Regions from separate parts of the Danio rerio genome. Here region 1 is linked to region 2. The links are chromatin contacts, called in public HiCAR-type maps. All regions are on one chromosome and are shown on one strand. Each heading gives the region's core, a stretch centred on a gene start, on an enhancer-like site or on the middle of the called end of the contact. The rest is flanking DNA. Distances are from core to core; before and after follow the strand shown. Region 1 overlaps lrmda (leucine rich melanocyte differentiation associated). Region 2 holds the start of lrmda (leucine rich melanocyte differentiation associated).

Evidence for each region. HiCAR-type assays count read pairs that join an accessible place to other places.
Region 1: a HiCAR-type map of caudal fin shows a contact between it and region 2, with 8 times the contacts expected there. The contact joins the enhancer-like site here to the promoter of lrmda in region 2. A contact is called at or near these places in 1 of 18 Hi-C or Micro-C datasets (embryo) and 1 of 4 datasets of contacts at active chromatin or transcription factors (caudal fin).

What each region holds. Positions count from the first base shown.
Region 1 is chr13:19,102,373-19,108,676 of GRCz12tu, forward strand. The region is part of intron 4 of lrmda (leucine rich melanocyte differentiation associated); the gene reads right to left. Among named protein-coding and RNA genes, the nearest start is that of lrmda, 340 kb to the right of the region's middle. Within about 2 kb of position 2,074, at least 3 of the 62 cell types and tissues checked have an H3K27ac peak or open chromatin away from gene starts, as enhancers often do. A contact at or near this core is called in caudal fin, where this site is marked.
Region 2 is chr13:19,444,401-19,451,075 of GRCz12tu, forward strand. It overlaps lrmda (leucine rich melanocyte differentiation associated), which reads right to left and starts at 5,272. Exons shown (of 7, transcript NM_001020701.2): 1 at 5,084-5,272; 2 at 4,575-4,675. The coding sequence starts at 5,125. LOC137487383 (a long non-coding RNA gene) reads left to right here and starts at 5,283. Exons shown (of 2, transcript XR_011005931.1): 1 at 5,283-5,374; 2 at 5,618-6,105.

The sequences.
Region 1 (6,304 bases), core at 824-3,323, 350 kb before region 2:
TTGATTTCCAGCGTGTCATCTTCTTCTATTGGATTGTCCCCTAAAGGCTGAATTACAGTCCTGCGCTACAGCGCCTTGTTAGTCAAACTGCGTTATTGCAGCCCCTTAGTTCAAGAGGTCCAAAAACAACTATATATTGTTTGACTCAACAAATCCTATAAATTTACCAGAATTCTAACCGGAAAATGAACAAACACATAAGCAAAAAGCAAAAATATATATATTCAATATAAACAAAATGTATTAAAAATAATAAATAATAAGCCTAAATAACTCAATAATTTGAAAGCTAAACTAAAACAACACTGTGTGCATTAAAAACATTGACGTTAACACATTTCAGATAATAAATTAACATGACTTATATTTAAATTATTATTATTATTATTATTATTATTATTATTATTATTATTATTATTATTATTATTATTATTATTATTGTTATTGTTATTATTATTATTATTATTGGTGCTTTTTAATATGCCTTGAGCAGGGTTGGGCAAAAATACATTGAAATCTTCATTCATTCATGTTCTTTTTGGCTTAGTCCTTTTTTAAAAAACGCAAACTCCACACAAAAAATGCCAACAGACCCAGCCGAGGCCCAAACCAGCGACCTTCTTGCTGTGAGGAGATTGTGCTACCCACTGCTCTAAATGTTTTTGCCACATACTGATTAACTATGTCAAGGTTTTAACTAACATTACAGATCAGCTACTGGCATTTTGAACAGCCAGTGAAGATTTGTAGGTATCGCCACTGTAGGACTTTTTTATTGTTTGTCTTATTTTCCTGTCTTATTTTGACTTGCTCCCGAAATTCACCCCTGCTATTTGTCTGTTACTTTCTTTTTTATGTGATGCATACTTTTCATCCATACTCCAAGCATTGATCAACGTCTTTAATATGAATTATTTTTTTAGTCTGATATCAAGCCTAGACAAATAACCAAAAAAGCACCAATCTGAGGCCACATTTTTACGAAGTCATTGTGTAGACTTCTTACAAAGTATTTTACAGTAAAAATACAAGTCATTAAAGTATTTTGATACGAAATATAAACCCATTTTCATAAACCCTATTAGATACAAATTACAAAATACTATTTTGTATTTAAAATCTGTAATACATGTACCATAAACACTACCCATCCCTGACCTTGAGTTTGTACAGTGCTGGGTAAAACTGCATTTTCTTATTGTGCACCTTGGGCATGGAATAATTAGCAAAAATATTTCAAACTAAATGAAATTGGTCTTTTGGTGAATTTTTTGTTGAGAGGATTGATGAATGTCTTGTATTTTAAAATTGTTTACTGTACGGCCGTTACCTTGGCCAGGTCTTTTTATAAAACAGATTTTAAATCCTAATGAGATTTCCAGGTTAATAATAACAATAATAAATAAATAAATAAATAAAGTCATATCATTTTTTTTTTTTTTTGCATGTATGTATTTATTTATTTATTTATTTATTTATTTATTTATTTATTTATTTATTTATTTATTTATCTATTTATTTATTTGTTTGTTTGTTTGTTTGTTTGTTTATTTTATTATTATTTTGTACTTCAAATCAATAATACAGCTGTCATTATATTTTAGCAGTAATGTATTTTGCATGGAAAAGTTTGAAAACAACATTAAATACCTATATCCACCACAAGTTTACAAAGGAAAAACTGACTGTGGCACAAAGGCGACGAATCAAACTCAAATCTGCAAGACAACTACATAAAATAAATCTCAAACCAACACTCCCGTCAAAAGGCATTAAATTAACCGCAGCGGTGTTTGTAAATAGGTAATTAACTTCAAAATATGTAAAAATACGGACAACATACAAACAGATGAAAACCCCGCATTGACAGAATCTGCCAAGCTGTCATTCGCGCAGCTTCACAGATATCTCTTTACGCTTTCGCACACTCTCTGTCTTTCATTCAGCGAGAGAAAATGACGTGAGATAATAGCAGGAATACATAGATGACAACAGATTCTTTCACAGGCTGACTGGAATGGAGGAAGAAGCATGTCAAGACTTCAAACGGAGAGAGAGAGACAGAGAGAGACAGACAGACAGAAAGAGAGAGAGAGACACTAAGTGGAGGGTGTGAACAGATGTGTATATGGGCAGTGACAGATTCCCAACCGAGCTCTCATGCAAAAGCCAGCAACAAAGCCGTGATGATGACAATGATGAAGGACGAAGGCGAACCCATGCTACGTGTTTATTCCTGATGGATCACAGAGAACACAATTGCAGATTGATCCTATTAAGATAAGCCTGAATCCAAAACGTGCAGGGATGTGTTTTCCACCGCATCTATTCAGAGTTTATCTGTATTTGCATAAACAGGCCAGTCTGTCTCTTGTGCATGTGCTCACTCAAATGTGTACATCAGTACAGCAAAAACGCAGTACTGTAGATTAGCTGTAGATCAGTTGTCTGAAATACAGACGACAGATAGTTACTTGAGCAAAACTAACTTTTTATTTTGGTTTTACTTTTTATTTATTTTATTTTATTTTAATTTTACTATTTATTTATTTTTTTATTTTTTTTTGGGGGGGGGGTAATTTGAAATTAATGTAATGTTTTAACTAAATTATTATTATTATTATTATTATTATTATTATTGTATAAATGATATATATATATATATATATAAATATATATATATATATATATATATATATATATATATATATATATATATATATATATATATATATATATATATATATATATATATATATATATATATATATACACACAGTTGAAGTAAAAAATAAATAAATAAATATATATATATATTTAGTATTTAGTATTTCTATATACTGTACATACATGCATATATATATATATATATATATATATATATATATATATATATATATATATATATATATATATATATATATATATATATGTGTAATCTTTTAAAATTTTTAAAATAATTTTATTTATGAATTTTATGGTAAATTACAATAAAAAAAAAAAACAATTGAATTTTAAAAAGTATAGATAGTATCAATGTAAGCATGTACAATGAAATCAAACACCCCAGCATATAGGCACACAACGTCATAAGACGTGAATATAAGGTAAGATTTAGGTCATGACATCGAGTGACTAAAAATGAATGTCTAGCCAGCGTCTAAGGACAACATTACTTTGACATCCAATAACGACACTAAATGACGCTGATATTTGGTTGATTTTAGGTTGTGTTGAAGAGTGACCAGAATCCAACATCAGGCCAACATCTTAAACAAACGTCATATTGATGTCAAACACTGACATTTGTTCATCAGGCAACCAAAATCTAACGTCTGATAGATGTCAAAGTGGTAAAGTCCACAAAAAGTCAAGCTGTAACATCACTAGATGTTGATATTTGGTTGATTTTAGGTTGAACGTTGGACACTGACGTCAGCTTGACGTTGAGTTCTGAAGTCAACTCAATTTTAATTTCAAAGCAAAATGCCATGGCCCCTGACATTGGGGTACAACGTCAATCTGACGTCATGTTAATGTTCTGTGCCTGCTGGGACAACCCACTCTACTTTGAACTTAGGGAAGAAAAAGAATCAATTTGCTGGATCAATGACTATATTTGACAATTAAACAAGTTCTTGTGCATATTTCCGAAATGGGTCCCACATTTTGTTGTTAAACTAGTTAGATCAATCTTAAGACAAAGAAAAGGAAAAAGAGGACATCACAAATAGACTGCGTTGGGGTTGGAGGTTTCTAATACTTCCACCTAAGCAATATTAGTCGTTTGGCCAGAAGCACAATAAAAGCTATGCAATCAGATTGTATCTTTGTAAGATTATATGACATTGAAAAATTCCCAAAAGGATTTTCTTCAAGGGAAAGTTTTTTTTTTTTTTACTTAATTGAAATATTTCCCAAATAATGTTAAACCGAGCAAGACATTTTTTTTTCCATTGTATTTATTGTAATATTTTTTCTTTTAGAGAAAGTTTGATTTGTTTTATTTTAGCTAGAATAAAATAATTATTAATTTTTAAAAACCATTTTAAGGTCAATATTATTATCCCTCATACATATATATATTTTTTGATCTTCAACAGAACCAGCTGTCATTAGGTGTGAGATGTCATGGTTTTGGAAGCATCCGATAGACAAATTGACAACATTTGAGTAAATTGGAGGCATATCTGTTTTTATAATTTGAGGCAAACCTCAAACACATCAGAAAGAGAATTGTGGACATCCATAAGTTTGGTTCATATTTGGGTATACTTTCCAAATGCCTGAAGGTGTCACGTTCATCTGTTCAAACAAGTATAAACACCAATGGAATGTCCAGCCATCATACCAGTTAGGAAGAAGAGGCACTCTGTGTCCCAAAGATGAACCTGCTTTGGTGAAAATGTGTGTATTAACCGCAGAACAAAAGCAAGGCCTCATAAAGATGCTGGCTGAAGCTAGTAAGAAAGTGTCGTTATCCATGGGCTGAAAGGCTAATCAGATAGCAGTGCCAATGCACACAGAGAAAAATACTTCTTTTAATTAATTTACAGTGTTACATGTGGTGGAAAAAGGGAGAAGCTTACAAGTCAGGGAACACCATCCCAACTGTGAAGTTTGGGGGTGGCAGGGTCATCTCGTCAGGCTGTTTTCCTACAAGAGGGACTAGTGCACTTCACAGAATAGATGGCATCACAACAAAAGAAAATTAAATAGAAATATATACATAATAAAGTCTTAAGACATCAGCCAGAAATCAAAGCTTAGCTGATGTTTTAGAGTGGCCATCACAAAGCTGTGAGTTTAACTTATGGGCAGAGCTGAAAAGGTGTTTGTGAGCAAGGCAGACTGCAAACCTGACTCTGTTACACCAGTTCTGTCAGGAAAAGTGGGCCAAAATTCCATCAAACCATTGCGAAAACCTTGTGAAAGGATACCCAAAACGTTTGACAGAAGTCATGTCATGTAGTTTAAAGGTAATGTTACCATATATATATATATATATATATATATATATATATATATATATATATATATATATATATATATATATATATATATATATATATAAATATATATATATATATATATATATATATATATATATATATATATATATATATATATATATATATATATATATATATTTCATTTATTTTTATTTTTATTTATTTTTTTTTTTGTATAGTGTATGCAAACTTCTGACTGTCAAGAAATTATATTTAAAAAAAAAAATCTAAAAATTCTCACTTTCATAATTCTGGAATTAAGCAAAATAATTATATTTTGGTAACTTTAAAACACCTAAAACAAAAAGTGTGTAGTCTACATTAACATAAAACATTAAATCCAATGGTTTTGTGGCTTTTACAGTGTATGTTTGTTACCTGACAAAAGTCGATCCCAGTTGTAAGAGCAACAAATAATAACTTGACTTCTAATTGACCATTTGGAAAAGTAGCAGCAGGTAGATTTTAGATCTGTTGAACTTCATCCCAATCATCACAAATACTGCAGAATACCTATTATTACCTGCATGGAACCAAAATTTTAATAGAAATCAGTCAAGTTTGGTGAAGGAAAAATCATGGTTTGGGGTTACACTGAGTATGGGGGTGTGCGAGAGATATGTAGAAAGGATAGCAACATCAACAGCCTGAGGTATCAAGACATTTGTGCTGCCCATTACATTACAAACCTCAGGAGAGGGCAAATTCTTCAGCAAAATAGCACTCCTCCTCATACTTAATGTTGTTTTACTTCTCAAGAAAAGAAGGTCAAGGTGCTCCAGGATTGGCCAGCCCAAACACAAGATATGAACATTATTGAGCATGTCTGGGGTAAGATGAAGGGGGAAAGGAGGAGGAATTGAAGATGAATCCAAAGAATCTTGATAAACTCTGCGAGTCCTGTAAGAACACTTTCGTTGCCATTCCAGATGACTTTATTATTAGATTATTTGCATTGCAGAGATCTATGGGTCTTTGGATCTATGAATGAGCAGTCTTCCAAGCTCATAGGAGTCATACACAATATAAATTTTATACTGCGCACTATTTCTGTCAAGTGGCAAGCCTTTTGTCAGGAAGTGTAAACTTCTGGTTACATTTATGTAACAGTAAATGTACTTATCAGCTGAACAAAATGTGCAGCCAAAGTTGAATACTTAAAAGTGACTTTCCTTACATCCCGAACCCTAAATAAATGCAATTCTAACAATAATGCTACTGTTTAGAAAAACAACTATTAAAGTAACAAATTCCTGAAGAGTGACTAAGCAGACAGCGGTGCGGATTTGTTT
Region 2 (6,675 bases), core at 4,022-6,521:
TCTTTGTTTTTTTTTTTGTTGTTTTTTTTTGGCACCTATTTTAACCGTTTTTCGAGATTTAACACTTTACACATTAAAATCCACTGATTTATAGACATCCGTTATGTTAATGTTCAAAAAAAAACCTGAGGTAAGTTCACAAACCATTTTGAAGAACCTTCTTTTATAATTGTACTGACATGCGGCTGTGGTCATGAATTCTGTAGAAAGTTTACTCTTAATCACAAACATGCACTGTTTTGAAAATGTTTCAAACTTGTAAAACTCATTCTTGTTCACATTTGAAGATGATTGATGATCACAGCGAGCTGAACAGATCTTTTGATCTCGCACATCCTGTCTTGTGGATATGATTGTATGTGCTACTACGGAGACATGGTAATACGCGACTGTCAATCATTTCAGTGGGTGGGGAAACCACACTCCTACGTTATGTTGCACCTCAAAATGGGAGAGATTCGAATCCTTTTTCAACGTCAGGAAAAAAAAAAAAAAAAGAGACTTGTTGTGTTTTCATTACTCCACTATGACTGTGGACACACTATACCTGCACATAGTTCTGTCTGCACACAGCTTACAAAAGATGATTTTCATCATAGGTGCCCTTTAAAATTGAATGAACACAACATTTTTTAAATAACATTTATGTTTTTTCCATGCCCCAAAAATTATTTTAGATCAGGATTTTTATTTTGTTAACCATAATAAAAATGCTTCATGCAAAATATTGTTAGAATACTATTGTCTTACAACAAACATACCATGAAAACCAGATAGATAGTATGCTGCATTTAGCTATAGAAGTGAGGGGATATAACTGTATTTTCCCTGATCTACAAATGAGGGAGTTACAGTGTTTAATTAACTACCATGCTGGGTGAATGAACTGCTTTCCTCATCTCAGTCTTAACATATGACTACCATCAACTTAAGCTTTCAAACGCACATAATATTATTTATATCATATGTATGGTGCTACCAAATCAGGTGCTGGTGTCTCTTCTATAAAACCTGGAGCTACCAGTGCCCCTGCTCTCAAATGTAAGCCGCAAAGAAGTCATTAAATTTTATACCTACACATCGACAACTCTGGGCTCTTACAGTCTTCACCCAATGCCAGGTCTCCAGTCACAAATGCTCATTAGGAATATTAATGCGCCGATAAGCGTACATTTACGCGCGACACACTGAAGCAGCACAGGATTTGGCAATTATTAATGTGACAGACTCCAGTGCAAAGCGAATCAATTAAATGGAAGAATCCACATTTTCAGCACAGATAACTGCCTCAAGACGACAATTTTCACATGACAAAAAGAGGCCCATTCAGAGTCCTTCAAGGCCTGACAGGTCAAGAAAAGAAGTCTGAAACAAAGGCACCTTATAACCATCATCTCCTCTCTTTTAGTTGTCAGATCAGCTTTGCTAGTCCTGCTGGTGAAATGGCATCCCCCTCCCCAGCTGCCACAAGGTGCTTCTTCGTGTCCTGTCAAAGGAATCTTTTATTCTATTTGCTCAGCATTAACATGTCACATTTATTGATCAGGCTTTTTATCTGGCCACAGCATGGCACGCTGCTACTGTACCCGCCGCTCTCTGATGTCTCGATGACACGGCTGACGAAGTAATGCACATAATGCATGTATTAAATTGCACTTAATGCAGAGGTGTGATGGCATGCGCGACAGGTAGATTGAGTCAGAGATGTTGTGTGCGGTTGGCATCCTGTCATTTATGACAATGTTCTAGAATGTTTCCAATGATAGAAACATCCTTCACACAAGCACTTTCTAAAACAATTCGCCTATTCTCTTTAGCCAAGGGAAGTGTAATATTACATATTCAAAAGCTAAATATGATACAAACATAATGTACATCTGTGGTCAAGCAGCTACTTTCTTGGGTGCGTTCCTTCATGGTAGGGTTCGATAAAAGGATTTTTAGAAACTCTGGTACAATTTCATCTGATTTATTGTGAATGTTCCAGCCTGATCTTACAAGAAAACGTAAGTATTTTACATTTTGTCAGTTTAGTGGCTAATTCGTACGAATTCGTATGAGTTCAGTCATATGAAAATGTATGATTTTTAAAAAAGAGGCGTGGCACCCAACCCCACCCCTAAACCCAACTGTCATTAGGTGATAAGCAAATCATACTACAATGTACAAATCAGATAGTACGAATTCATAAGAACTATTAATAAATCAAAAGGTTACAAAATGCTGTGAGAATGCGTTGGAACATTCCATCCTTGGTGTCCACCACAGAAGCAGACATTCCTGTCTTACCTATAAAAAGATGGGTCTCTGTCAGGTACCAAATGACCTATGGTGTAGATCAACTGAAATATGAGCACAACTCAGACCCAAAACAGAACATGATGTCACAAGATGACCACAAACAGCACAGAATGCTCAAACGTGCATTGGCTTTTCTCAGCTTAGTCGCAATGTTGTACATTATAATTCAATACATGCATTGTAAACAAATCCCAGCATTTAAAAATACCATTACATGCACTCAAATATGAAGAGCATATTTAGCCAACAGCATTGTTTCAGATCTTCAGCAAGTTCTGTCACAAAACTCAGATGTCATAAGAAGTTTTAATTTATTTGTTTGTTTAGGTTCTGTTCCAAAAAATGCAGCGTGAACGGCAGGTGAAGCAGTAATAAATGTATCAGTCAAACAAAGAGAATCTAACTGCAAGTGTAAACACATCCTTAAAGCACCAAACTGAAGAACACAGAACTACAGAATCAGTGGCTTTGATAAACACCTATAAATGTTACAAAAAAGTGGCCTTCGGGTATTGTGTGTGTAGATTAATGCATTGGGCTCCTGTATGCATATGAGAAGGGTGAGGCATCATGTGTGCGTAGATACACACACACACACACACACACACGCACACACACACACATATATATATATATATATATATATATATATATATATATATATATATATATATATATATATATATATATATATATATATATATGTGTGTGTGTGTGTGAGTGTGTGTATCTACACACACATGATGCCTCACCCTTCTCATATGCGTACATGAGCCCAATGCATTAATAATAAAAATCATCATGAACTTCCTGTAAATATGGCCGGTTAGGGTATTCAGACCAGCGGCGAGGCTACACAGTGGCACTAGCCAATTTAGATTGACCACTAGTCCACTCAAGCAAATGAGTAACAAAAGAGTTTGTGTTAAAGAACAGCCCTGTGTATGTGACAATATTAGCTCAAAGAAAGCGCTGATGAAACTTCTGCACTTCTGTTTAGTGGTACATGGTGAATGAGCTGATTGATCAACACTGCATCCTCCTTCGCTGCACAATATATTAGAACATTATCATTATTACAATAAAAGTATATGCAATATCCATATCAAAGAGAAGTGCAAAAAAAATGTATAAGTGTTATGCGTCCATCCAAATCTGACCAATCAGATGGGCTCTTTACTATCTTTAACTCCATCTCTTGAGTAAATGCTGTTAGGTGAACCTAAAGCTAAAAATAAATAATAATGCAAGTCAAGAGAGAAAAATTACAACAGCTTATAGAAAATCTAAATTTTATGAGTGTTGTCAATGCATTTATTAAAGTTAGTTATATTGTAAGAAATATCATTATCTCAACACTCAACAACATTGCATGTTTTCCCAGTAACATGCAGCCCTAGCATCCTCATCATTGGTCAATATGCTTTCAGATGCCAGATATTCCATAGCTTTGGCAAAGCAGCATGTAAAGTTACTCTTAGTGAGGATTAGTGCTGTCAAACTATTTTGTATAAACAACTATTATATACAATATAGTCATTATAGTCTTCAAAAATAAACAGTATGCACAACAATATTTTATAATTATGAAATTTTATTTTGGATGCGATCAATTGAGCTTGTTTCAACCAAGAACACCTGCTCTAAATATATATATTGCTATTTGGTGAAGCTACAAACCAAAATGAGTGTGTGTGTACTGTGATGGAGGTGAAGTTGGTTTTATATTTGCACATTCGTTCAATGACAACTTGTGACATGCTTCCTACATTGTTTACCATGGTACTGTGAATATTTAACTGAATCACATGTAAATATGACTTCAAAACAACATTAGCACTATTCAATTGGCTGTAAACAATGTTGTACTTTAATACTTGCTGGCTGCTAATATAATTTAGCTATTTGGAATTTGCAAAGAATACTTTTCTGACATTATATTATTAAGGACGATGTCCGAATGTGTGAATATAAAACCAACTTTACCTCAATTATACAGTGTACAACTAATTGATGTTGTTTGGTCTCTACTTGAACAACCATGCTTCTTGCATCCTATTATCTGAGACATTTTAGCGATGAATGACAGAATACTATATTATGTATGATGTTTAACCCCGAGACCCATTTTAATTTTTTTGTACAGCTCACATTTTGACCTTAATCATTATCAGCCAATAATGCTGTTTCTGAGGTTAATACCACTTGAGCAAGGTCTGCTTACAGTTAAATGTCGGGCCTCAACATTGAGTTAAAAACAAAGAGTAACTTACCTCAGCTGGTTGAAGCTGAGATCTAATCTTCTAGCCATTTGTCCATATTTTGTCCCAAGAAAATCTGGAATGTCTTCCCAGTCATGCCCAATGCAGGACACCTACATTTGTGAGAGAAAGATATATCGGTTATTACATCTCTAGTACTCTAAAGTACTAGTCTTTCAGGAAATATACAATCTTGAGCATTTCTGCTGATGATATAATAAATAAAAAGGTTAATATGAGGCTGTTCATATACACGTGAATGCTAACGCATCATGTACGGCTATGTGAATGATAAACCACTGTCATTATGCTAAACAACAACTAAGCAGCTTTACATATAGCCTATGTATTTTGTTTATTTTAACTAGAGTACACTTGCTACATATTATATAAATTCTCTTTTATTTTACCTACATAACACTTCATGACAAACAAAAACAAACGCACACTTAGGGGCGTTTGGCGCCACTTGTATCCATAACACAGGTCACAGGACAGCGTGTTTGTAATATTTCACTTACCTGACTTCCATTCACTACAACCATTGACTCGTTGTGTGCCATTGCCGTCAAATGACAGTTCAGAAGGAGAGAAGCATGTAACGAAGACTCCCACTGACGTTTTTTCTGGGCATAAGACTGAAAGGTTAGCTTTATGTTTTCAACATAAACTTTTAAACTACTCTCCGTATGAAAAGCTTTACTTCTTCCGCGTGCTCGTGTCAGCTGATCTTGGACGGAAGCACGCGCCACTATTCAGTTGCACAAATCTGCTCAGCTATGAGATACTCCCGAAGATGTTTTGCCATGAAAGTAAGCCTAAAAAACAATAATTAATAGCTATAGAGGCAGGTTTCATTCAAAGGCAGTTGTTTTAATCACTGGAAGTGTGGACAAATCGGCAAAGTGTGTGTTTACATACAACAAATTGCAATTCAGAGCGTATGTTTCACTGCATTATCATACTGAACTGCATTTCTTAGCATTGGAGTGTCATACGCTGCTTTACGTTAAAGAAAGCATATTAAAGTTTTATTGTTTATCGTCGTATGACAGGACACGCAGAAAGAGAGTCGCTCAAGAGCTTTGGTTGGGAGCGTCGTGACGTCACTATGGATCCTCCCATAGGCGGAAGTTTTGGACGCGCAGACAGTGTGGAGACAAGTCGGATTTCTTGTGCTGGCGGCACCGCGCGAACACTAGAATAATGTACCTACTCGGTTTGACTTCCAAAATGTGCCTGGTTAGACCTCACTGGAAATTTCTTTATATTATCGTCTTTGTAGAAAATAAAAGGAGTGTGCCTGTAAATGTTCGAACCTGTGGTTTCACGTTGGAGCGCGCGCTTGAGTGTTTTACCTATAAGGTAAAGTGGTTCGCTGTAGTGCCTTTTAGCAAATTTAATGATATTAAACGCTTTGTAATGCATGCCTAACTCATGTTAGTAAACAATTGTGTTTTATTGCAGTTGTTACTATTATTATTGTATGTTATGCTTTAAGAGAAAGGAATCGGGCGCTAAATAAAGCTGTTTGCATTTTAAATCAATGGAGTTGGATGCCATTTCTGCGGTGTAACGTTACTTGTGTTAGTTTTTTTTTTTCTTAAACACTAAAATTATAATAGCCTAAATACTGTTTTTATTGGAACTGATTTTATGCTGTTTCTATTTTAGTGTGCTTTCAGCAACCCTTTCAAATCTAGCCAATTCGTAACATGAGGGGGGAAATTCTGTGTAAAATTAAAGTGAAATCGTTTATTTTGATAAATTGTATTGTGCGATCCTTAAACTTTTGAGTACAAAAAAAAATGTTTTGCACTACTACGTGGCTTTTGGCCGCTTTAGGCAGCTCTCTAAATGACTACATTTAGTCATGCATAAACATGACGATATGAAATATATGAAAATACATTTGCATTTAAATAATATGAATTATGACCCACTAAAATATGCTCCCATTTAAGGATAATGCCGAGTGTTTTGTATCTGATTCAGAGGCTCATTCGTCATGCAGACAATAAAGAGAATATTTTTACCCGATGCTGGAAATTTATGGTTACCCTTCTCTGCTCTAATAACTCACGCAGTGTGTCACGCGCTGACAGCCTGTGCA